Linked DNA regions of Danio rerio: region 2 is linked to region 1. Evidence: chromatin contacts called from public Hi-C data. All regions are on one chromosome and are shown on one strand. The core of a region is the stretch at or near the end of the contact, and the rest is flanking DNA. Distances in the headings are between cores, read along the strand shown.

Region 1 (3,019 bases), core at 503-3,002:
ACTTGCTGTTCCATCCACAGTAGTGTTTTGTATTAATATTGGGCTTTTATTTTTATGAGACTAATATTTGTTTAATTAAATGATAATTGGTATTGAAACGGTTATAAAATGCAATCATTTAAAAAAAATAATTTAGAATTAGATAGATAGATGGATGGATGGTAGATAGACAGATAAATAGATAGGTGGAGGGATGGATGGATGTATAGATAGGTGGATGGATGAATGGATAGGTTGATAGGTAGAAGGATGGATGGATGGATGGATGGATGGATAAGTTGATGGGTAGAAAGATGGATAGATAGATGGATGGATAGATAGATGGATAGGTTGATGGATAGATAGATAGATGGATGGATAGGAGGATGGATGGATGGATGGATGTATGGATGGATAGGTGGATGGATAGATGGATGAGTTGATGGGCAGAAAGATGGATAGATAGATGGATGGATAGATAGATGGATAGGTTGATGGATAGATAGATAGATGGATGGATAGGAGGATGGATGGATGGATGGATGTATGGATGGATAGGTGGATGGATAGATGGATGAGTTGATGGGCAGAAAGATGGATAGATTGATGGATAGGTTGATGGGTAGAAAGATGGATGGATAGATAGATGGATGGATTGGTAGATAGATGGATGGATGGATGGATGGATAGGTGGATGGATGAATGGATAGATGGATGGATAGATAGATGGATAGGTTAGTAGATAGATAGATAGATAGATAGATAGATAGATAGATAGATAGATAGATAGATAGATAGATAGATAGATAGATAGATAGATAGATAATATTGTTGTTTAAATGGTTAGACTTATCTGTAATACTTCTGGTCTATGTTGTGATGCTGTTCTACATTGCAGGCTAGCAGTGAATCTTTATATAAAGGTGCAAAAGAAAAACCTTTAACTGAAGCTAAGAGCTATATACACAAACACTGATTTGCCAGAAATCAATAGCGACTCAGAGCCTGAGGCCATCTTTCTTTCTGCTCTTTTCTTTTCATGTCTTTTTCTTTCTCTCCTTTTCTGAGTGTCAAACTGCATTTATTCACTGGTATAATGTCCTCCTACCTGAGTACCTATTACAATTGTGCTCACACAACCAAAAACACATTGTTCTGTGTGTGTGTGTGTGTGTGTGTGTGTGTGTGCGCGCACGTGCAATGTTTTACATTTTACTTCATATATGCTTTTGTGACCCAAGTTATGCATCTTTTGGTCAAACAAAACTAGATTGACTCCTGATTTGATCTGCCTACCATAAGCTGTTTATTATTTGCATTGTCAGCACATTTTCATCTAGAGCTTCTGTCTGACAGACAGCAAAACATTCAAAATGTCAAAAACAGTCAGGCATTTGGAGGGACAGCTACATTTGGGGTCCTATGAATGAGTCTCTTTTTGAGTTTGACACTTCCTGGAGTGCAACCGGCAGTCAGAGCATATGTGTGTGCGCCTGCATTTATGTGTGTCTGTGTGTGTGTGTTTGAGTACAAGCGACAGCCACCAAGAGAGGAGCAGGAGATGAGCTCTTGAGAACGAGAGAGAGAGAAAGACATGCAAAGAGGTCTGGAGGAATACTCTGTGCTTAGACTGGGATTGTAAGAACTTCCTGAGAGAGAGAGAGAGAGAGAGAGAGAGGGAGGAAGGAAAGAGAGGAGGGGGAGAGGAATGCGGGGGTTTGCTTATAGGATTATGTGTCTTGAAGGCGGAATGGGAAGCGGATCACACGTGGACATCTGTGAGGATCTGCAAGACTGAGCGCTGTTGGTGTTGTCCTCCCTCTCTTTGAGAGAGGCGGAGAGCAGGATGGTGCGACCCTTCTCTGCTTGTCGTTCTTGCCATGAGGACTCTCTGACTCTGTGAGTTTGGGATTGGTTCACATTGTTTGATTGACAGCTGGGGCTCCTGATGGAGCAAGAGCTGGGAGCAGGTTCTCAGGACAGGGAAGAGGTCACAGCCTCTCTGGCCTCCACGTCCGCTTCTTCATCTAACTCTGACATCCCATCCAAGCCTTTGCCCGAGGGGGATAGAGTGGCGGTTAGTCGGCGGCACAGCAGCAGGACTTTTACTGGGTTACGACTGTTTGGAAGGAGGTGAGTGTGACACCTGATGACGGAGATCATCCTGGTGCACTTGTGCTTGTCTGTGGGTAGATGTACAGATTGTGTATTTATGAGAACTTGCGGAGTGTGTGTGTGTGTGTGTGTGTGTGTGTGTGTGTGTTTGCCGTGCTCAAGTTTCCATTCAGTGTTTCCATCTCAAAGCCAAGCCCTGTGCTGTGCGTTTACAATAACAACACATCGTGTCTGTAACACTGTGTGTATATTACCTAGCCAGACTGTGCTCGCTGACAGATTGTATTGTGTTTGGGTTGGAGTTCTCTTTGCAATACACTGCACAGCCTATATAAGTACACCCCTCACAAACCTCTCGTTTAAATGAATATTCTTTATACCATGCTTTATAATTTATATATATATTTGTGCATATACTTTAAATTAGTCAGTCCTGATCAAATCAGGAGCTTATCTAACTAAATATCTTACGATAATGAAAGTGTATAGAAAAATATTAAATAGAAAATTTGAAAAAAGATGAAAAATCAAGAGAAAGAAATTATATTACAATTTTGTAGAAATTTTGTAATTTTTATTGCATGAATTTAAATGTATGTTTTTATTTTTATATTTGTTTGGTGAATAAAATGTTATTTAATAAATATATCTGTTTAATAAATCTGTTTTGTTTGAATGCACCAAAATACATTGCCTATATTTACTGAGAAAATAAGAAATATATTCATTTTCAAAATGGGGTGTACTCAATTATGCTGAGCACTGTAACTAATTGATAGAATTGCAAAAAATTGTCAACAGACTTGGTTGTATGCTACTTACTGTATGGATCACATTAAAAATGTTTGCTAGTCATATAATTTCAAAGCAGTGGATAACACATATTGCTTATGGTGAGAGCGGAGCATTCAGAATGTGTTGCTGC
Region 2 (2,915 bases), core at 303-2,802, 70 kb after region 1:
AAAACATTTTTGAACGCTAAATGACCTATATTTTTTTAAATTCCCTTTAGACATGTTTTTTTCCCCCAAAAATCAAGTGTAGTAGTGCAACAGGATTGTTTTTTTTTTGTAAACCAACAATGCTGTATGTGTAAAACAATATTTAAAACCGTTAAAATATGGTCAGCCATTTTTTAGAGGATCAAAGGTTTAAGACCATTTTATGCCACTCTCTATATATAATGCCAGGATGACAATATAATAGCATCTAAAGTTCCTTCAAAAAAACACATAATATTTTGTTCTTAAGAATATTTAATTTAATACTAGTCATTTTAGAAATTTTATAATTAGGCATTGGAATCAGAATGTGGAAAAGTATATCCTAAACAAATAAATAATAATAAATGTTAACTAAAAAGCGCAACACAAAGTAACTGAGACTGCGATATCTGCTACCAGATCTTTTTCCAGTCGTCACACACCCACATAAAAATTTACTATGGTAATTTATAGTAAATACTGTAGTGTGTTTTTTAACCATGTGCAATAAGTTGATAATTATTATTATACCTAAATACAACCAAATTTAATACCAGGCATTATAAATTTTTCTGTATTTGTCATTAGTTAAACTTTTCTTACATATTCTTAGCAAAAGATACTTAGAGTATAAACTATTTCTTAATGGTTTGCACAATATTGTTTGAGTTTGAAAGCACTGGAATCTTTAAAAAATATTTAGTTTCACAGCTAGACATGCGGGTTTAGTGTATCTTTTTCTTTTGCTTTTACATTTTCCTTTTACTTCTCAAATATATATTATTTTACTTTAATGTGTTAAATGTGACACAGCTAAAAACAGTCACTTTGATTTAAATGTTGCATTGTACAAAACAGATAGCTTAATAAAATATTAAATTAAAATTAAAATAACAAACAATTGACAAATTCAAATTTTACTTACAAGCAGTTAAAAGGACTTTAGTGTCTTATTAAACTCGAATCATTTCAGTGTTGATTCAATTCAAGTCCAGTAACAGTGTTGATGTTTATCAGTTATGAAACAAATTTGATTCACCTATAAAACAGCTCTACAGAAGACAATCAAGTCATTATTTAGCTCAGTCATATTAGTTCAGGTAATTTGAAGCTTTTGTTTGTTCCACATGCAATAACTGTGCTCTTTTGTTTATGTTTAAAATCCGGGATATTTCTGTTTATGTTTTTATTAGTTTGTATTTTATTGAAATCTGTCTATTTTGTGCTTGCTTGCAGGAAGGCTATTGCCAAGTCCGGTCTCCAGCACCTCTCATGCCAGCCCAGTGCTGCAGTGTTAGCCAAAGGGGAAACGGACAGAGAAATACGCAACACAGTAGACTGGAGTGTGAGTTACAAGAGTCATCAAGACTTCTGATCTCCATTCACTGTATTTTTAGAGAGCTACGGTTTCGTTCTTTGGTTTCACGTTTGGTACTGTGCTTTGTGTTTGAGAAGGAATCAGCTGTATACGGAGAGCACATCTGGTTTGAGACGAATGTCTCGGGGGACTTCTGTTACGTTGGAGAACAGCACTGTTACGCCAAGTCACTGGTGAGTCTGTGTTCTATATATAAAGAAATGACAGAATAAGTCACTGTTTATCAAAGAGAGATGAACAAAGACAAAAGGGAGTTGAGACAAATTCCTTATGTCGTATATCGTATGGGTATATTTGTGGGAATAATCAACAATACTTAGTATGGGTCAAAAAAGTATGGGTTACATATGCACTTCAAAATTCAACTACGACTACTGCATATGTATGCTGTTACAGTTTTGCACATTATTCATTCTCTGCTGGATTTTGCACAACAGTTTAAAATTGACACCTTATGTATATAGAAACCTTCTTTATATATTATTTATTTCATAGTTCATACTAGGGCTGGGTGATATTGCAAATATACATATATATATATATATATATATATATATATATATATATATATATATATATATATATATATATATATATATATATATATATATATATATATATATATATATATATATATATATATATATATATATATATATATATATATATATATATATTGCTTAAAATTCTTTAAAATTATATTAAAATTATTAAATTGACATGTTTCATATCATTTGGTATTGATAATTATTCAATATTTTTTTAATATATTAGGATTTTAAAACATTTAACCACTTCATTTTAATTTTCCAACATTATTAAAGAAAAAAGGATTTAATTGAAAAAATGTTAAAATGATACAGTAAACCTCAACTTTGACTTGAAGTAACTAGCACGAGTGGTGTGTGGTTTCCTTCATTTGCGCTCGTGCTCCCCTACCTGCCGTCATCAACTGTCTTGGATGATAAACCATTGTTGCAGCTTCAATACTAGTTTCTGGAGAAAATGAATGTTTGGGTGAGCTGCGTTTGTCTGAGGTAATTAGTCTGCCGTTATTACTGAAATGTGTATATTCCATACAAAGTGTGAAGCAGGTTGGTTACCTCAGCTTGCATGAATCGTGGTGCACTCGCGTCATTCCGGAAAGTTGAGATATTAGGCACGCCTCCATTTAAATGACAAACTTGCACCTTACTGCTTCCAAGATGCACACTCAGCAGCCACATTTTAATAAAACTACTATATAGCGCTTCACATATATATATATATTTTTTTTTTCAGAATTATTAGCCCCTGAATTATTAGCCCCCTGTTTATTTTTTCCACAATTTCTGTTTAACAGAGAGCAGATGTTTTTCAGCACATTTCTAAACAAAATAGTTTTATCAACTCATTTCTAATTACTGATTTATTTTATCTCTGCCATGATGACAGTACATAATATTTGACTAGATATTTTTCAAGACATTTCTGTACAGCTTAAAGTGTCAGTTAAAGGTTATCTAGGCAGGTTAGG

The links. A called contact is a pair of places that touch in the nucleus more often than the background predicts.
Region 2: a contact with region 1 is called in a Hi-C map of an unstated tissue, with 2.4 times the contacts expected there. The contact joins two enhancer-like sites. A contact is called at or near these places in 3 of 18 Hi-C or Micro-C datasets (caudal fin, hematopoietic stem cells and an unstated tissue).

What each region holds. Positions count from the first base shown.
Region 1 is chr7:39,225,994-39,229,012 of GRCz12tu, forward strand. All of the region lies in intron 1 of dgkza (diacylglycerol kinase, zeta a), which reads left to right. Among named protein-coding and RNA genes, the nearest start is that of dgkza, 49 kb to the left of the region's middle. Within about 2 kb of position 1,753, at least 44 of the 62 cell types and tissues checked have an H3K27ac peak or open chromatin away from gene starts, as enhancers often do.
Region 2 is chr7:39,296,494-39,299,408 of GRCz12tu, forward strand. It overlaps dgkza (diacylglycerol kinase, zeta a), which reads left to right. Exons shown (of 32, transcript XM_073908831.1): 2 at 1,258-1,366; 3 at 1,477-1,572. Among named protein-coding and RNA genes, the nearest start is that of mdka, 85 kb to the right of the region's middle. Within about 2 kb of position 1,553, at least 7 of the 62 cell types and tissues checked have an H3K27ac peak or open chromatin away from gene starts, as enhancers often do.